Regions from separate parts of the Mus musculus genome. Here region 1 is linked to region 2. Evidence: chromatin contacts called from public promoter capture Hi-C data. All regions are on one chromosome and are shown on one strand. The core of a region is the stretch at or near the end of the contact, and the rest is flanking DNA. Distances in the headings are between cores, read along the strand shown.

Region 1 (3,782 bases), core at 210-2,709, 920 kb after region 2:
AATAGTCAGGATGCTGACCAGGCAGGTAGTCCACATAACCATTGCTCTCTCCCACAGTGGTGGGTGTCAAACTGGACCTAGAGGCTTGGGCTGAAAAGTTCAAGGTGCTGGCCAGCAACCGTACCCATCAGGACCAACCTCAGAAGGTATTTGGGCAGGGGAAGGGGAGTAAGGCCCCTCTGGTGTCTCCATGGACTCCTAACAAGCCTGCCACTCAGACTGGCTCCAGCACCTTTGGGAAGGCAGGAGGTGCCACAGATGGCCTGGGGTAACAGACATGAGGGACACTGGTGGGCATCTTACAGCCCCCATTCTCTGCCCAGCAGTGCGGCCCCAGCAGCCACTGTGAGATGGACTGCGAGGTTAACAACGAGGTGCGTGTGCTCTGACTCTGCCCTGGATCCCAGCTTCCCTCATCCCCAGGCTCCCTGGTCTCAACTGTGACTCCTAGCCTGCCCCTTAGCCTTTCCATCTTGACACCCCTACCCTGACTCCCTCTTCTTGCCAGACCTAGAGGAGTGATGCCCCTCACTCCGAACCATTGGACTGCCAGAGCGTGAAGTAGCCCGAGGTGGGCCCCCTCACCAGTTTTACCTCCCTTCCCTACCTCTTAGGATCTACTCTGTGTCCTCATTGATGACGGAGGGTTCCTGGTGCTGTCAAACCAGAACCATCAGTGGGACCAGGTAAGGGTCAGGAAGAAAATGGAAGGACGGTGTAGGTCAGAGCCTTCTAGAGCATGCCCTGTGACTATGGATCTCTCCCTGCATCCCCAGGTTGGCAGATTCTTCAGTGAGGTGGATGCCAACCTGATGCTGGCACTGTACAATAACTCCTTCTACACCCGAAAGGAATCCTATGACTATCAGGCAGCCTGTGCCCCTCAGCCTCCTGGGAACCTGGGTGCTGCACCCCGGGGTGTCTTTGTGGTAAGCTCCTAGAAATACCCGGAGATTAAGGGTTGGGAAACCCGCCTATAGTGACCTCCCCGCTAACATTTTAGAGAGCCAGGGTGATGTAGAACCAGAGGCGACTGTGCTCCTCTCTCCACTGCAGCCCACCATTGCAGATTTCCTTAACTTGGCCTGGTGGACCTCTGCTGCCGCCTGGTGAGTCCTGGAGGAGAGGTTGGTAAAGGAGGTCTGTAAGGCACTGACCACCTGCTGACCGCCGGTACTCGGTGCCCGGTGCCCTACAGGTCCTTATTCCAGCAGCTACTCTATGGTCTCATCTATCACAGCTGGTTCCAGGCAGGTAAGTAGGGTTTAGGATGCTTGGCCCCAAATCTGTGTCCAGGGCGGGAACAGATGCTCGGATCACAAGGAGAGTGGGGCTTAGGGCTGCGCCAAGCTGAGGCAGACGATTGTCTGTGGGCGGGGCTGAGGCGTCTGGGCCCCGCAGACCCGGCAGAAGCTGAGGGCAGCCCCGAGACGCGCGAGAGCAGCTGCGTCATGAAACAGACCCAGTACTACTTCGGCTCGGTGAACGCATCCTATAATGCCATCATTGACTGCGGAAACTGCAGCAGGTACTTGCAGAGCGAGGGGCGGGGCATGTTAGAAGGGGCGTGGTCTGCGGCGGTTGTGGGCGGGGCGGTGGCTCCAGGGTGGAGCGAACCTCCAAGGCTCCGCCCTCCGATCATCCCTCCAGGCTGTTCCATGCGCAGAGACTGACCAACACCAATCTCCTGTTCGTGGTGGCCGAGAAGCCGCTGTGCAGCCAGTGCGAGGCGGGCCGGCTGCTGCAGAAGGAGACACACTGTATCCTGCCCCCGCCCGCCCCACCGCCCACTCCCCTCCTGCCCTGCACTCCCCCCCACACCCCCACGTCTTTGCCACCGCCTCCTTGACTCCCCACCCATGCCCAGCGGACGGCCCGGAGCAGTGTGAGCTGGTGCAGAGACCGAGATACCGAAGAGGTCCGCACATCTGTTTTGACTACAATGCGACGGTGAGTTGGGGGAGCGACGCTACTGACATCTGCGAGCCTGAGCCGGGTGGATACCGACCGCTTCCTTGTCTTCCATTCCTGCAGGAAGATACCTCAGACTGTGGCCGCGGAGCCTCCTTCCCTCCGTCGCTGGGCGTCTTGGTTTCCTTGCAGCTTTTGCTCCTCCTGGGCCTGCCACCTCGGCCGCAGCCTCAAGTCCACTCCTTCGCTGCCTCTCGCCACCTCTGAGCGACCCACACACACACATCATACCCCCGCCTTGGCCTCCTAGCCTTTCGCTCACCCTCCCATTCCACATTCCCCAATCTAGAGCCTTGGCCACTCTCTCCTGAAGGACCTGGGTCCCTTCCCCCGGAGCCTGTGCCTTGGGGCAGGGGAACCCCAAAGTAAGGTGCCATGGTGTTTGGCACTCAAGATTTAGCTCACCCTTGAACTGTCCAAGTGCCCGCAGTCCCTAGACTCATCCCCGTGGGCTAGGACAGGAGGCCACTAGTACTGATGCCAAACCAGGCCTCCACCGACCCACCTGCCTGGAGATTTCCTCTATGTAGGCAACCCTGCCACTGCTGGGCACCTCTAACTGGCCCTTTGGCCCCACCCAAGCCCAAACTTACCTTCTCTGGGGGAAAAAAAAGGAAAGATGGTAATAGTGAGAGATTCGGGGGGCACCCCCTCCCCATTGGTTTCTGGCCCTTTCAGGCTACAACCCCCCAGCCTTGCAGGTGTCAGAACAGTCTCACAATGACATCAGTTTAGACACATGCCATATACACTTGGATCTCTGAGAGCAGAAACCCAACTCTCACTAGACATACCTGTGATGGAACACACAAACAGACACGCACCATGGGGGGTGGCCCACAAAGCCTTACACAAGGCGAGATGTCAATGAAGGGGTTGGCCTGTGTGTTCCATCTCTGCTCACCTCTGCCTCTACTCTGAGATGCAGCCTGGCTGATCCTCCCATCTCTAAAACTGAATGTCAAACCGTGCCAAATGCTGGGGGGGGGGGGAGACCTCTCTGTTTCACCCCTAGCCACCAGTGTCCCCAAGTGCCCCTCACCCTGCCAGGTGCTCATTGTAACCATCGTTCACCAGTGTCCGGCCCCTAGTAGGACCACACATCACTGCCTGAACTCCTTTGGCAGAAGAACCCCACCAGACATTGAGACATTGTATTTTGCCTTAGCAGGGATGAGTTGGTCTCTCCTGGCTGGGCCATCCCATCCCCAATCTGGTTCTTGCACACTCAGGCCTAATTCCCTCTGCACACACACACACACACACACACACACACACACACACACACACACACAGTCCCTGCCCCTAGGAGGCCAAATTACCCCTCCCTTGCTGAACACACACTTGCACCATGCACATGTCTAACCAACCGTACTGCACACACAGAGGCTGGACCTGGGACACATCTCTTTACACCTTTCATTCTGTCATTTCTCCCAAAGGCATCGTAACTTGGGGGCCAGGAGGGGACTGAGGGGCAGGGGGGAGGGGTGTAGCTGTGAGGCTCAGATGGACTGGGAGGAGGGGGGAGGGTGATACATTAATTAATGGCTTCGTTAATTAATGTCATGTTGCTTGTTGCTTTCTCAGTGTGTGTATGGTCCATGCCCAGTGCTGGTGACAGGGTGGGTATCCATGATGTGTGCCCAGCCTGGATGTCAGCTGTGTCCTGTGGGGGCGTGTGTGTAACTGTAGTGTAGTCAGGTGCTCAACGGAGAATATAAACAAAAAAAAAAGAAACAAACGTATACAGAAAAATAAATATATATTTTAAGTTTAAAGACAAATGAAACCAGACAAAACAATCCCCA
Region 2 (4,293 bases), core at 1,032-3,531:
AAATCATGCCACTTCTACTCTATGGAACTTTAGTAGAATGTAGAAATCTCCATCTTTAACTAGCGAGCTTCCCGCCTCCGTCTTTCAAGTACAAAGAGATGGTGGGCCTGTGGCGTCAGGCCCCACCCTTCTGGTTTTAAGCCTCCATGTCTGTCTCCAATTTAGTGGCAAGGTATTTTGAGAAAGGCAAGACTCAAAACTTAAAGTTTTACCTATTGTGACAGAGACAACTTCCTTGTTATGGTTTAGATGTAAGATGTCCCCCAAGAGCACATGTGTTTGAATACTTGGTCCCCAGATGGCAGAGCTGTTAGGGGAGGGTGTGGAGCCTTTAGGAGCCTAGCTGGATGAAGTCATGTCTGGTGGGCAGGGCTACCCTTCTTGCCTCTGTTTCCTGATCTTCAGAGATGTGACCAAGCAGCCTTACTCTGCCATTATGCCTACCGTGATGGACTGTGCCTTAAACCCTGAGCCCAAATAAGTCCCTCCTCTCTGAGGTTGCTTCTTGTAAGGTTATTGGTTGTACTGATAAGAAAACTAGCCAATATACCTCCCATGCACAAAATGACTGGCAGGTTTGATTATATCCACAACAGAGAAAGCCATGTGAAGATAACCAGCCACTACTGATGGTTTGTTTTTGTTTTTGTTTTGTTTGTGAGAGAACAGCACTGGTGAGAGGTAAGTAGGGAGAAGAAGAAATGAGAGAAAAGGAAGAAAGGGCATAAATACTATGGACAACTCGATGCCCTGCAGCAATGTAAAGCCATTATCAGGTCAAACCAAGGGGAATGGGCCTCACCTGAGAAGTTCCCAGGGAAGATCTGCTGTCCCTGTACCATCTCCTCACAGCTCATAGACGGACTCCTAGGAGATGCCGACAGAGGGAGACCCACACACAGATGCCACCGCTGTAAGTCCTGGGTACGGTATATAAGCATACAGTAAGCATTACAGGGCTGGAGAGATGGCTCAGCGGTTAAGAGCACTGACTCTTTTTCCTGAGGTCCTGAGTTCAATTCCCAGGAACCACATGGTGGCTCACAACCATCTGTAATGGGATCCGATGCCCATTACAGAGAGCTACAGTCTACTCACATACATAAAATAAATAAAATCTTTACAAAAGAATTACAAAGGATTTGAACATGTAGCTAAGCAAGGTCATGGGGGCTGGCCTCACCTGCTTGCCTAGATGAGACAACTGGAGTAAATCCCATGCATTTAGAAAAAAAACACTTTTCAGACACTAATCTCTGACAGAGAAGCAGTGGCTTGAGAGGGTATCTGGGTCTGGGCACAGGAAGGAGGAAAGCGAGTGGACTTCCTGCCTTAAGGTCAAGGGGCCGGGAGCCCAGGGGAGCCAAGGAGGCTGGGATTCACGGTGCAGACTGTGGGAAAGGAGAAAGCTGCAGAGAGAGAGGCTTACAGATCTGTAGATGATGCATCCTTGAATGTTCAGGAGCGCATCATCCAGACCTGCTGGAAACTACCTGAGACCAGGTGTAAAAACAACAAAAAGCGGGTACTGAGGACAGGTCAGGGACAGGGACAACATCCAGGGGCAGGGACAACACCCAGAACAGGTGTATGGGGCACTGGACAAAGCAGGTTCTCTACTCATAACCCCTTTCACCTGGAAACTTTTAGGGGACCCTGGATATTAAGTATTTAAAAGAAAATATACAAAGCAATTATTTACTGATAATAAATCATGTAGAAATTTATTTTAAATAAGCATGGGTGCATTATACATGGGATTTCATCATGCATTAAAGATGAATCAAATTTGTATGCTAGTGAGATGGGTGTGCTCGTTTAGTTTTGCATAAGGAGTTAAGTCTTGGCACAATATTTAGCACTGTGAGATGCAGAACATTGTCGATGTTCTCCAGAGTTGGTCAATATTTTGATCTTATAATCATCTTTTTTTATGAATAGCATCACACAAAACAACGAAAGTATGTTTAGGGGTCTTTCAAAAATGGTTGGAAATTCTGCCCTCCTCTCAAGCCAAATTTATCTAATGATTTTTGTTGTTGTTGTTATAATGAAAGTCAAGTCCGCCACTAAAATAGTAATTTCCCAAATTAAACATTCTAACATAACCTAGTCCAAAGATATATTAAACTGATACATGCTGAGGAGTGACTGTAGGAAAATATTCAGCATTTGGTTTTGATCCTGGAAGAGCAGAAACCTCAGAAACTCATAGCACACTAGTCTCTGTTCCCAAGCCTTGCTGTCTCAGGCTGTGTTTGCTGCCGTTGCCTGGTGATGCTGCCAGTGGCTTAGGTTTAGGGCCAGATATTTCCAGGCTCTTGGTGTCTGATCCAAAGAACTGAAAATCATGGCAAGGCTCATACAGAATTGTGAACGGGGACAGATACTTTCATTTGGAACAAAGCAACAGGGTAGGTCCTAAGATTCACCATCCGGACTGAGAGTGGGCACACGTTAGTGAGGGCACTCAGGGCCTTCATTGTTGTTCAAGGATTCCTTTCATGCGTTCAGGAGGAGGGGCTGGATACTGAAGGCTGTAGTTTGTGTAGTTTTCTATTTTTATTGATAGGCTGCATAATGTTTTCTCTACTGAACATGCCTCTTCCCATTATACATCCTACTAACTACATGTAACGTGTTAGAATGGCGGGTCACGTCTCGACAGCACACTAGGCTAAAGCTGTTCCGCATGGAAGAGGTTTTATTGGAAGGGAGAGAGACAAGGTAGTGGCAGAAAGAGAAGTGAGGAAAGGGTGTTCTTCTTATTTATATGGAAAATGACATAACACAAGTAAAGGTGGGAGGTGAGCCAAGTGAATGCTGGGAATATGATGTCTGTTGTCTTGGCAACCGGTCTGTGGGTCACAGGTTGCACTGTTGCTTATGTGATGTCATAGGTTTGGGATGTCCTGATGCCAACAACATACATGCCCAACTGTATACAGGCATACATGGTACATAACATGGTAAGCCAGTTCAGGCCAGATTGGTGTTTCTTCATACCTAGATACTTTGGGAATACACTTGAGTAGACACCGTCTAACTTATAACATTGCACAAAGATGGGAGTATACACGGCCCAATGCGGGTGGGTTCCAGAGGGTTCTGAGTTTGCTAGGCACATGGTTTGGGGAGGGAGGGTGTGTGTGCATAATACATGCAGGTGAAGGAACTGGACTGCCTAGTGCGTTATTACAAGGGAGGGGTGTGTGTATAACCCCAAACCAAATGGGGGTTCCATGGTACCAAGCTATCGCCTATGCTTGCCTGCCACAGTCAACGGGACATGCAGAGGAAGCACACAGTGCTGTGTGCTCAGAACCAGAGCTGCTCTGGGGTTGTGTGCGCTGCGACATGGGTAAGCTCTGACAAAACACCTTAGCTGTTGAATTAAGTCTTGGTCATTGCACCTTCAGGAACCATTCCTCCTGCTAAGTATTGCGAAATCCCCACATTCAATTCCACGGGGTCACAGCCTACAGCTCAACAAGCTGGATAAGGGGCTCAGAATGGACTCTCTCAGGGTGGGGACTAAGGAGAACTAACCGTGACTCTCGCTTTCCCTTAATAACGCTGAGAAGCCAGATCTAAAAGGATCAAACTGTTTTCAAGTATCTTGATTGTATCTCAAGAAAAAAAAAAACCTAAGAGTATTCCTAGGGACACAAAAATATCTAGCATCTAACAAAGAAAAATTCTCATTGACTGGCATCCAAACAAAAAAATCACTGGGCAAAGAAACAGGAAAACACCACCCATATTTGGGGAGGGGCGGGTAGATGTCAATCAAAACTGACCTGAATACCAGACTTAGAAAGCAAGGACATTAAAGCAGTTACTGTAACTGCACTCCATATGGTCAAAAGCTTAAATATAGAGACATGGAAGATATTTTAAAGATCCATATCGAACTCCTAGAGATGAACATGACAGCGTCTGAGATGAAAAATATAACTTGCAGATTAGAACACATTACGCGCAAGTCAGCTTTCTGGTGCTCTAACAAACCTATGCAGAGAAAGGGTTTATCTCAGCTCATGTGTTCAGAGGCTTCAGTCTATAATCTCTTAGGCCATTGCTGCCCAGCCTGAGACAAGCAACCACGGTGGGCTTGCATGCGGAGAGTGTAACCGCTCACGTCATAGCTGGAGACCATGGTCTCCCAAGCGGCTGGAAGGCATGCTGACATGCTTTGAAAAATAAAAAAAGGAAAATAAAAAAAGCAATTTCATGGTAACATTTACTTTAAAAAGCCAACACTGGGGATATATAATTCAGAGAGAAGGTGGG

What was found. Promoter capture Hi-C pulls out the DNA fragments that hold promoters and counts their contacts.
Region 1: a contact with region 2 is called in a promoter capture Hi-C map of hippocampal neurons, with 2.5 times the contacts expected there. The contact joins two enhancer-like sites. A contact is called at or near these places in 3 of 39 promoter capture datasets (hippocampal neurons and liver).

The regions. Positions count from the first base shown.
Region 1 is chr9:107,525,287-107,529,068 of GRCm38.p6, forward strand. It overlaps Cacna2d2 (calcium channel, voltage-dependent, alpha 2/delta subunit 2), which reads left to right. Exons shown (of 38, transcript NM_001174049.1): 29 at 58-146; 30 at 327-374; 31 at 615-686; 32 at 777-929; 33 at 1,057-1,109; 34 at 1,199-1,254; 35 at 1,402-1,528; 36 at 1,651-1,760; 37 at 1,868-1,950; 38 at 2,035-3,782. The coding sequence ends at 2,178. Among named protein-coding and RNA genes, the nearest start is that of Tmem115, 6.8 kb to the right of the region's middle. Within about 2 kb of position 1,460, at least 118 of the 459 cell types and tissues checked have an H3K27ac peak or open chromatin away from gene starts, as enhancers often do. A contact at or near this core is called in hippocampal neurons, where this site is marked.
Region 2 is chr9:106,608,655-106,612,947 of GRCm38.p6, forward strand. Gm39420 (a long non-coding RNA gene) reads right to left here. Exons shown (of 3, transcript XR_871142.2): 2 at 803-920. Among named protein-coding and RNA genes, the nearest start is that of Gm39420, 16 kb to the right of the region's middle. Within about 2 kb of position 2,282, at least 6 of the 459 cell types and tissues checked have an H3K27ac peak or open chromatin away from gene starts, as enhancers often do. A contact at or near this core is called in hippocampal neurons, where this site is marked.